Linked DNA regions of Xenopus tropicalis: region 2 is linked to region 1. A link is a contact called in public Hi-C data. All regions are on one chromosome and are shown on one strand. Each heading gives the region's core, a stretch centred on a gene start, on an enhancer-like site or on the middle of the called end of the contact. The rest is flanking DNA. Distances are from core to core; before and after follow the strand shown.

What was found. A called contact is a pair of places that touch in the nucleus more often than the background predicts.
Region 2: a contact with region 1 is called in a Hi-C map of neurula embryo, with 3 times the contacts expected there. The contact joins the promoter of dmrt3 here to the promoter of dmrt2 in region 1. A contact is called at or near these places in 3 of 5 Hi-C or Micro-C datasets (gastrula embryo, neurula embryo and tailbud embryo).

What each region holds. Positions count from the first base shown.
Region 1 is chr1:128,545,137-128,550,613 of UCB_Xtro_10.0, forward strand. dmrt2 (doublesex and mab-3 related transcription factor 2) reads right to left here and starts at 3,393. Exons shown (of 4, transcript NM_001100256.1): 1 at 3,213-3,393; 2 at 1,790-2,292; 3 at 238-340. The coding sequence starts at 2,236.
Region 2 is chr1:128,688,248-128,693,881 of UCB_Xtro_10.0, forward strand. It overlaps dmrt3 (doublesex and mab-3 related transcription factor 3), which reads right to left and starts at 2,399. Exons shown (of 2, transcript NM_001256220.2): 1 at 1,970-2,399. The coding sequence starts at 2,366.

The DNA.
Region 1 (5,477 bases), core at 2,143-4,642:
CTAACGAATTTGTCCAAATCGTTTTAATAATTTGCAATATGTAAAGTGCCTCCTTAGCTTGGAGCTTACAACATCTGCATTATTACTAGTGCAATAGAGAAGGATAAATAACCAATTTAATGCAATGTAACGATAATACATAGTGGGTAAATTGCCAAAAAGAGTTCAAGGCACTTACACCCACACTGTGAACCAGCGAGGAAATGACTTTTAGGGGGAGGATGGAGAATCACTTACCTTCCAGAATACTCTTGGCCAGTAGGCTCGGGGGGCGAATGTGCCTCTGATACACGGGCTTGCGCTCTGCAATACTGGGCTTGGCAGACAAACCTTTCTTATCCTGAGGAAGGAAACGAAAAAAGAACATAAGCGATCAAACTAACTGCCTTGATTAGTTCCTACTGCAATGTCAATAAAAACCCCACAATCGGCTTAAACTAGGGAATATGGACTGTGTTTTTATGCAAACTTGGCTTCCTCTGATCCGGAAACCAGCGGCTTTAACTACAGCAAACACAATAAAATGTTCAAGGGAATATTTACTAGTTTCAACACAAAATAAACCGACCAGTTACACTGTTTTCATGGGAAACAAATGGCATTTCTTAAGTGCAGCAAAACATCGAGAACAATCTTGTATAAAGAGTCATAGGAAATCTGTTCTGAGACCATTTGCTAGAGATACCCGCAATTATATCTGTTTTCTGTGGAGGCAGGTGGGCAGCATGAACCCCAAGAAACTTGGAAAATCAGATAAAAAAAAAGCTAAAGGCAATTAATAGTTAATAATTGCCTCATCTCTTTAGATGTTTAATTGAAAATGTAAATTTCACATTTTATATTGAAAAAAAAGCAGGCATGTTTTATGCAATGGAATAATTATTTAAATATATATATTTCTATATATATATTAAATATTTCGTTTCTACAAAATTATAAACGGTTGGGCACATTAATATATTGGCAAAGTAGGAATGAAAGTTTAGGGGTGTGTATGTTAGAAGGGCACCCTGCCAAGAGGAAATCCTGTTCGTGTATGGAAGAAGCAAAGAGAGTAAAAATCAATAGAAATATAAATAACCAGTCAATGTGCCTGGCACTTGCTGGCATCTGCTGTAGCCAATGTATGGTAGTACAAGCGAGTACATTTGATCCCAGGCATCTGGAATAATGCAGAGAACCAAACAATGTAAATCCGGTAGGTTGGAGCTGCCAAACGGTTTCTTGTTGCTCATCTGTTTATATGATAAAAAAAAACTAGCCCAAGCTAAAGCTATTTTGATTTTACTATTACCACTTCTATTTTCAACAAATAACAGTATTCATACTACATAGTAATTCTAATAATTCAGTTACATTGCTATCGTATATATTATGTGTAACCCATTCATTTGTCATGCAAAGTATTGGTGCTATGAGGTGAATTCAGAAATCCATCTATTAAGTTTGTTACTCCAGGCCCACTGGACGTTCAGAACACCTTTTGGGTGTTCTGGATAAGAGGACCGACCTAGAAGTACTAGATAAACTGGTATGATGGCACTTCCAGGCAATGGCATGTTCCTGCATTCAGTGATACAGGCAGGTAAGTGATACTACCCCAGAATGAGCCTGTAAGATTATGCCTAATTCTCTACATGCAGCAGAACAATAATATTATTTCGGAAGGCATTTTAGCCTGACACATCACAGCCACAGGCGATTACATTGCAGTAATGTATATTGGGCAGATCTGAGATGGCACCAGACAGGAAGGTGACACTGTGTGTATATGTCCCTTGGCACTCACCTCTGTGGCCTGCTGCCTCCTGAGTGCCACCTGTGCAGCCATGACACGTTGCCTCTCAACCACCAGCAGGCAGTTAGCACACTGGCAGTCCCTCCAGCGGCAGAATCGTTTGTGGCCCTTTAGACAGGACACGACCCCGTGGTTCCTGCATCTGGCACATTTGGGGGTCCTGCTCAGCTTCCTTTGCTCGCCTCCTTTTTCATTGGCCTTCTGTTGCTCCCCTTTACTGACCGGGGCACCATCAGCCCCTTCCTGCTCCTCCTCATCTTCATCTTCTTCATCGAGGTGCCTTGCCCTGCAGAGCTCAGGCTGCCCATCTCCCTCCAGCTCCAGGCTCTCCACGTCTATCTCTGAGTCCCCGGCCAAGGATGAACAGTAGGAGGACAGAGGAGAAGAGGAAGGGTTGGAGGAGGAAGAGGACGGGGCAGGTGCCTTCATCTCGTACATCTCCAGCTGCCCTCGGACTCCAGGCAGGTCCTGCTCCCCGGCTCTACTCTCTTTACCTATGGACAGAGCAACCAAAAGCGTTTCAGTATCAGTGTTATGTTTCTATCTCTCTGCCCACAGATCATTATATTATTATCTTCATACCTAGTCACTCACCCACTGCTTTATATCCATCTATCATCTATCTATCTATCTATCTATCTATCAATCATCTTTCTATCTACTGTATCTATCTATCTACTGTATCTATCTACTGTATCTATTTATCTATCTAGCTATCTATCATCTATCTATCTATCTATCTATCTATCTATCATCTTTCTATCTACTGTATCTATCTATCTACTGTATCTATCTATCTATCTATCTATCTATCTATCTATCTATCTATCTATCTATCTATCTACTGTATCTATCTATCTATCTATCTATCTATCTATCTATCTATCTATCTATCTATCTATCTATCTATCTATCTATCTAATCTATTATTAGGTATATTATTACAAGGGAGCTGTATAGTTTCTCTCCCTGACAATTTCTTGCTGTGCCCCACTGTCCCTCACTTCACCATACAAATACATACAATTTGTCTATAAACAAACTCCAAGCGTGACTATAAAAACACACAGAGCCCCGAGAGAAAGGAGAATTAAAGTAGAGGTATCACCGCAGAATGTGCGTTACATTCGCCTAGTTATATGAATTAAATAATAAAAATAATAAATATGTTTGGTGAACTCTGTGCATTGATACAACTAAGCTAAAGCACACACATGCCAGCAGCGCCGCCTCGCTGAACGGTAACATTTCTAGTTACAGAAGGATCTACCACTTCATTCTCATGAACTTAGACTTATTTTGTATTTTCTTTCCTTGTTGGGGATCATCAGCAAACACACAGCCCAAACATGCAGCGATACAAACACCCAATACACAACTAGCCCCATGATCCCAGTGAGGGACTGTAATTTACCTGCGCCAGGTGGTGCCAGATCCGATCCGGGCAAGTTGCGCTCACTGACAGCGATCAGCAGATGTTGCGGCTCCAGTAGAAGTGGAATATTTCCTCCACTGCTGTGTGCAGATCTGGGTCAGAATGTTCCTAGGATCCAGGTTGGTGCCCCCGGCAGAGAGATGGAGCTGCTAATCCGCTGGTTACTAGCCTGTTTCTAGCAGGGAGTCAGTGTGGGAGCTTTAATAGCCCCTGGCACTCAGCACTCACAGCGCTCTTACAGAATAAGCGGAGGGTTTGGCGTTTCTCCGCGCTGATTGGCTGCTTGAAAGGGCAGGACAAGTTTTATTGGTCATTAACGTCGAGAAAGCCCTTCCCTGCCAAGTACAAGCCCCTCCTCCTGCCCTTGCAGCAGTGATTTTGGGCGCTGACATTAGCAACAGTCGCCGTTAGCCCTTTTTTATCTCCTGTATCTACAGACATTGTTTGCAAAAAATATGCGCCCACAGTTATAAATAGCCCGAGGATGGAATTGTATGTTGTAAATATGCCTCTAGATTGCAATCCATAAAGAGCACAAAGAAATTAAAACAGGGGCAACAAAGAAGAACAAAAGAAACATTTGTTTCATCAAGTGAGTCCGATTTACCCCAAGCAGAGGAAAGTTATGGTGCCATACCTCACCCAACAGGCAATTCTCTTTAAACGTTGTAAATCACCCAAGCCATTAACTTGAATAGAACAAATATATTGTAAGTGGAGTGAATTGTAATGATTAAACCTTCTTTAGTATTTATGCAGATTTTTCAATAACTCATACTTTCCATAAAGCAACAGGAACGTGACAAGGGGGCAGGAAGGTGGATTTTGGTACTTGCAAATTTTCATATTATTTAGGGCACCGTTTACATTTGTGTCAGAGGGAGAAAATACACCGCTATCGTGTGGCTGTCACCTTTCCATTCTGAGTAAATACCAGTCATAAGTCGGATCAATTTCGCCAACTAAACATTTTCAATTCAGTGTTTCGATATAGTTAGAGGACCCCACCCTTTTTCCTACCCAAACCACAAGCAAGAATAACATTGCTAAAAAAAATAAAACAAAGCCAGCAAGTGGGAATATTGTCTACATGTAGGACACATTTACATAGCACACCCACATAAAAGTATTATTATTCTACTTAATAGACACGCTTATTTATTTGTGTATTTCTCATGTATGAATAATATGCTTCGAATTCTAACGAAATATGTATTTGCTGGTAGTCACGGTCAGTTACTGGGCAAAGTCTAAGATGATGGGAACACATTCATTAGGTTTGCGCTCACTAACTTGAACAATCTGCAGGTTGCTGCAAGTTTAAACCATGTTATGGGCATCAGCAAGTTTACAGATAAGGAGAGGAGCAGGTGTTTTATATACAGTGAAAACAAAGAAATAAGTAAAACTGCATTCTCTGAACCGGGAGAACTTGAGATAAATCGTTATCTGAAATAGAAAACATTTCAACCCACAATTTTGCTTTGTGTACAGTAAACTTGGTACTGAAGTCAGAGCTGAGTGCCCCTGGCTAACTATGCTGATATGGGATACCCAAACATATACAATGCCGGCTGTAGCCCTGTGTGCCAGGAAGGTGCCAGCAGGTGCAAACACTGGCATTCAGTATGCCAGCCCATATTAATGTAGCACAAAGCAGGAGAGGGCGATTCTCACCCCCTGGTGCAACACTGTGCAACACTAGGGCAAAATCCCACTTGTTTGTAAATAGCTACAACTACTTTGCGAGTAATGATTCCAATAATGTAACTTTACGCTATTCTGTACTATGTCATTGAATCTGATCTTTCAAACCAGATTGGTAATAATGGGGTACAACTTAATGGAAGTCAGGCTTCAGCCATTCTTTTAATTTTATTAAATGTTTATTTTTTATGTTTATTTTTGTATAGTATAGTATAGTTGCATAGTATAGTATAGTTTTATAGTGTATTATAAATGGGCCGGAAAAGTTGTCAATCGCAGAGTCTTTGCTGCTACACAGACCAAGCATTAGATCGCTGCTTCTGTAGGATTTCTATACAGACAGCTCAGGCAGTTCCTTGTGTTCGGTGTGAATGGTATGGAAGCCCTGTCTCCACGTAAAGGACTTACCGTCTGGGCAGCCCTAGGCTATTCTCCTGTAATTCATGTCTGAAATGCTTATATAGGGGTTTAATTACTGTATAGCCTCTAATGCTTTCTCTACGCAAACGGTTCTGTGCAGCGCAGTGATTAAGTAAA
Region 2 (5,634 bases), core at 1,149-3,648, 140 kb after region 1:
ATTTTACTGAATTCAAAAATCAAAAATTAGATTTAGTTCATTTTAGCGTGACATTGTTCTATGTTAGAAAATAAGAAAACTGTGTTTAAGTAGTCAGTAATATTTTGTTTCCATAATATTCTGTTTGTACAAATTCTCGGCAATGTTTTGCTGTAGCAATAACAGCTGTTATGTTTCTAAGGGTATGTACCAGCTTTGCACAATGTTTGGCCTGACTCTGGCCAGTATTTCCAGCCAGATTTGCTTTAATTTGTTCAGTTTAGAGAAAGGATACTTGTCCATCTGAATTTTTTTAAATAATTGCACAGATTCTCAAATGGATTAACATCAGGGCTTTGACACAGAATACTCCACTGTAGGTTTTAGCCGACCATAACACTGGCCTGTATGGCATAAAAGAAAAGTGGCATAAAAGAAGATATTACTAAAAATAGAGTATTAGAAACTCATCTAATGTTTGCCATAAAGCATGTGAGTTCCCCAGTTGCCATGAACGAATATATTTTGTGGTCAGATGGGACCAAGACCAAGATGTATCTATTGTTAAAAGTAATATTACAAGGAAATACTGCAAACATATTTGACTGCTAAAAAGTGAAGTACCCCAAGGCAACCAATCAGTCATTACATTACAAGTCAAAAAGAAAAGTAAAAGAAAATTGTTACAGCACTAGTGCAATTTGCCCCATCTAGTGCAATTCCAAACATAACCCAAAGTAATACTGGAGAGGCTCAGTATCAAAAAGGTGACTGTACTGTAATGGCCCAGTAATAGCCTTAATCTCAGTCCAACAAAGAATATGTAGTATTAATTAAAAAAAAAAACATGTAGAAAATTCCTCTTGAAGCATGGGCTAAAAAGCAAAAGCTTTAAAGCTGCAGTTGTAGCAAAACCTGACGCTATACAATATTACATTTTGGGTGATGAAACTTATGTAAACCGCATATTTTTATTTTTTCATTCTTAAAATTGTTAAATATAACGAATCGTAAGTTTCGTAAGATTCGTAAGATTTGTTATTTCGTTACATAAGCGAATTTGACAGCACAGTATAAGGGTGAAGACACACGGAGCTACTAGTAGCAGCCACTTGTGTGGCTACTAAAAAAGACATTGCTGATCAATGCAATTACTAATAATTGTCTCTACGTGTGTTTTAGCAGAGACAATTCTCACTATTGTCTATGGCAGGGTATTTTCTGGAGTTTAGTAGCCTTAAAAGTAGCTGCTACTAGTAGCCCAGTGTGTCTTTACCCTAATATAAGAATAAGACATATGACAGCCATATATGTTTATGATTAGTGGCCCTATTTCACCTGCCTATCTGTGCGAGGGGTACAATCTATGTGTCTTTCCACAAAAATGCACAGAAATGTGATTTGGCTGAACAAACATGGCAGTACTGAGGAACCTTTTACAAACTATTGTTCAAAGTTTTTTTCATTATGTACAGTGTTGATCGCATAAAAAGCAATATAAAAGTAACACATTTAGGAGAACTTGGCGGGACCGGGCGACCCCTACCACGAATCAACAGAAATGTTTGCTACCAACCAAACTGCCTATATAAGCCCTAAGGGAAGAGGCAAGGTTTGTTGCTAAGTTTCCTTTTCCACTTCCTGATGCGCAGAGAGTCCTGTTGTAAGGCTAATGACAAGCAAGGGTTTGCTTTGACAGCTGATAACGTCGGCAGTTAAAGTGAAAACTGAATATTCCTGTCCAGGTCATTAAATTCATTCAGTTGTATACAAATATCGAATGGCCCCGTGTTTCTATGAAAGAAGCAGGTTGCATTAAATTGATGCCCTATTCCCTCAGCAATGATCCACCCAGTCTGTAATTAAACAATCTTTCATCCCCTTGGTACCATTACTTTTATACCCATTGCACTAAAGATGATGCCTATTTGGATTTGAAAGCATACCCATGCAGATGCCATACACACTGTCATTTGTCTGTGATACCCACCTGCCTTCACTGAGAGCGGTAGGGTAGGGGGAGCCTCCTGTGCCCATCGGATGCCAATCTCTCCAGGGCGGCCAGGCTGCTGGGCTGTGTCTGTGGCCAGGCTGGAAGTCAGACCCGGCACTGCCCTGAGTGTGTCTGGGATCAAGCTTTCCAAGCTCTCGTTGGCCTGTTGCCTCCGCAGTGCCACCTGGGCAGCCATCACTCTCTGCCGCTCTATGATGAGGATGCACTTCTCGCAGGTACAGTCCTTAAAGCGACAGTAACGTTTGTGCCCTTTCAGCCAGGAAAGGACGCCGTGATTCCTACAGCGGGCACATTTGGGGGTCCTCTGCAGGGGGGCCCGGGGCTGAGACACTGGGCCCCCCATATACAGGTATGGAGAACCGTAACCATTCATGGCTCTGGGGTGCAGGTGTATGTGAGCGGGTAGCACCCACAAACCTCCCTACATAAGGGCGCTGGGACTTTGGCTCCGAAGTAGCTGCAACAATGAGTTCAATTCAGATCGGTGCCTCCCGCCACTCACTGTCTCCTGGCAGGGCGGCTGCCACGCTGCCCCTTCTTCCTTCTCTTTAAGGGCAGGATTTGCGGGCATTGGCTATGGCAGGTGTGGGGGGATTGCGTGCTTGTGGTCTGCCATGCCGGGGAGATGGAGCTGGGGTCAGTGTGTGCCCCTCTGTATCTGAGTGCAGGTGCCCGGTCTCTGCTTCAGTCTCCCTGAATGGCAGGCAGCTTCCTTTCCCTTCAACACCTCCCAATACCCCATGGCTTGCCCCGCCCACTAAACGGTACCGCCCCCTTTCGTCAGTACTCACAGCACAGTTGGGAAGGTACCCTGCCTGGCCGGGAGTCTCTGGGGAACTGAGGTCCCATTATGGAAGCAGCCTACTTTCATACTGACCAACAGTCCTATGTGCAACTATATATATCTATCTATATCTATCCATCAACCTGTCTATCTATCTAGTTACCTATCTATCTATAAAAAATATATCCCAGTAGTAATGGGGAAGCCAATATTAAAAAAATTACAATTATGAATTGTTTATATATAAGGAAGTAGTTACGATCTATCTATATCTCTCTATATATATCTATAACTATCCATCTATCAATCATCTATGTATCCATCTATCTATTTATCATCTGTCTATCTATCTATCTATCTATCTATCTATCTATCTATCATCATCTATCCATCTATCTATCTATCTATCTATCTATCATCATCTATCTATCATCTATCATCTATCTATCTATCTATCTATCTATCTATCTATCTGTCTGTCTGTCTGTCTGTCTGTCTGTCTATCTATCTATCTATCTATCTATCTATCTATCCATCTATCTATCATCTATGATCTATCTACCTATCTATCTGTCTGTCTGTCTATCTATCTATCTATCTATATCTATCTATCATCTATGATCTGTCTATCTATCTATCTATCTATCTGTCTGTCTGTCTGTCTGTCTGTCTGTCTCTGTCTATCTATCTATCTATCTATCTATCTATCATCATCTATCATCTATCTATGGTTTATCTATGATCTATCTATCTATCTATCTATCTATCTGTCTGTCTGTCTGTCTGTCTGTCTGTCTGTCTGTCTGTCTCTATCTATCTATCTATCTATCTATCTATCTATCTATCTATCTATCTATCTATCTATCTATCATCTATCTATTATCTAGCTATAATAAATATATCCAAGTAATAATGGCGAAGCCAATATTAAAAGAATTACAATGATGAATTGTTTATATATTGGGAAGTAGTCGGTCAGTTTGAAAGCAGTGTGGGAACTTTTCTTCCAACTTAGCACCAGATCTTGTTATAGGCCGAAGAAAATACATCACACCCTTCACTATTTATGGTTTAAATGTGCCTTAGCAGGCAGCAGCAAGTGCAGAAACTGTCTGTGCCCAGAGAATAGTATTCCATCCATTGCTGTAAGATTGCTGGCAAATGTCTATAGTAAGAATCTTCGCCCAGGCTTCCCAATTACCTTAGCAGGGTCCGTCCCTCTCTGGCCTGAACTTGGAATTAAGAAGTGAGGTGTAAAAAGGCAACGTGCAGATTCGATAGTAAATTTATGCTTATGATATTAACTCTGTAAATCCCATGCCGCAGAAATTGAAAAATAATGTCCAGTCCTACAGTCATTGAAATGCAGTTATGTAGTTGGTCACTTTCTATACCAAGTGAAAGAACAGGGACTGTCCCTGGAATTTAGGGAAAGTGTGATATATATTGCAGCCCCCAGTTCCCTGCTGCACCTCTGTATCCAACGCGCTACTAGAAGCATAGAGATGTGGAGATATGAGAATATAGGCCAGGCTGCAGCTAGCTTTATGTCTCTATATAAATCCCCATTTAGTCGGATGTGCCAGGAGCGCCTGGGGTTTCATATAATAAATCTATTACTGGCATCAACTTTGTGGAATTGTTTCATATTGTTTATTATACGCTTTAATTTGGAACCGAATGAATACCGATATACTTGCATCTGGGGGTTGGTGCATCCGGGGTGGGGAGCAATATATTGGCTACATACACAGTTGAACCCAATAAGGGAACTGAGCACATTCACCCACCAGCTAAGCTATTTATACGATCAGATTCAGTGAGTGCTGCAGACAGGATGCAAAAATCCCAAGTTGTACCTATTTGACTTCTGCATGTCAGGACTGAGATTCATGATAGGCCCTGGCATTTCAAGAGCACAGAAGCACAAAAAAACCCCCCACAGGCCCAATACATAGAGACTATCCATGGCTTTTTACAGCAACCACCAGTGTCAGACTGGGCCACAGGGACACCATGAAATTTCCAAGTGGGCCCAGGTGTCAGTGGGCCTCCTGCTTCTAGCCATTTGGCCTAACTCATGGAAATTACTTATTTTTCTATGGGAACAAAGCAACTAAGACTAAATAAACTAGGAAAATCTGAATAATAAGAAGTGGATGAAAAATAGCTTGGAGTCCAACACTGGCAGCCACCCTGGCATTTGCCAGAGCTTACAGATTGCCAGTCCAGGTCTGTACTACTTCCTTCTCTCCGGAAAAATCCCCCAAACCAATAGGAGTCTCTGCTAGCTCAGGGTCTGGCTGATGGGGATATTCATTAGGAAAACTCTGGCTACACCCGAAGGGAAGAATCTCTGGCGCTTCCTTTGCTCGGATATAATTTTCATTGTTTGACTTTCTATATTATCTATTACAGAATATAAATGTCACAGGGATTATGCACAGGATGAACATGCAGGAGAGACTAGGCGAGGCTGTGAAGTCTCCAGAACCGCTCACTGTTTGTCTTGCCCGACTGAAACAGATTGGATAAATATTTCCTGTAAAGGCGAGGGAGGCAGGCATCACTGTAATACTGCGCCGTAAAAACGTTTTCTTTTATTAAGTAACTTGTGTAAATGGGAAACTGGTTTAATCGATTGTCATGAAGATGAACGGCCACGCCTGTCCTTAGATTTCGCTACACGTCCCAGCTCCTATTTCCCAGCATTTAGATGCGATTATTACAGAGAGTGCCGAGGACTGGCGGACTTCATTAAATCGCAGATGTCTCCAGTAAGCGTCTCAGCAGCGCCTATCAGCCCCTATCTACTTCATGTTACTGGCTGTGACCCCCTATTCCAGATAAGTGGCTA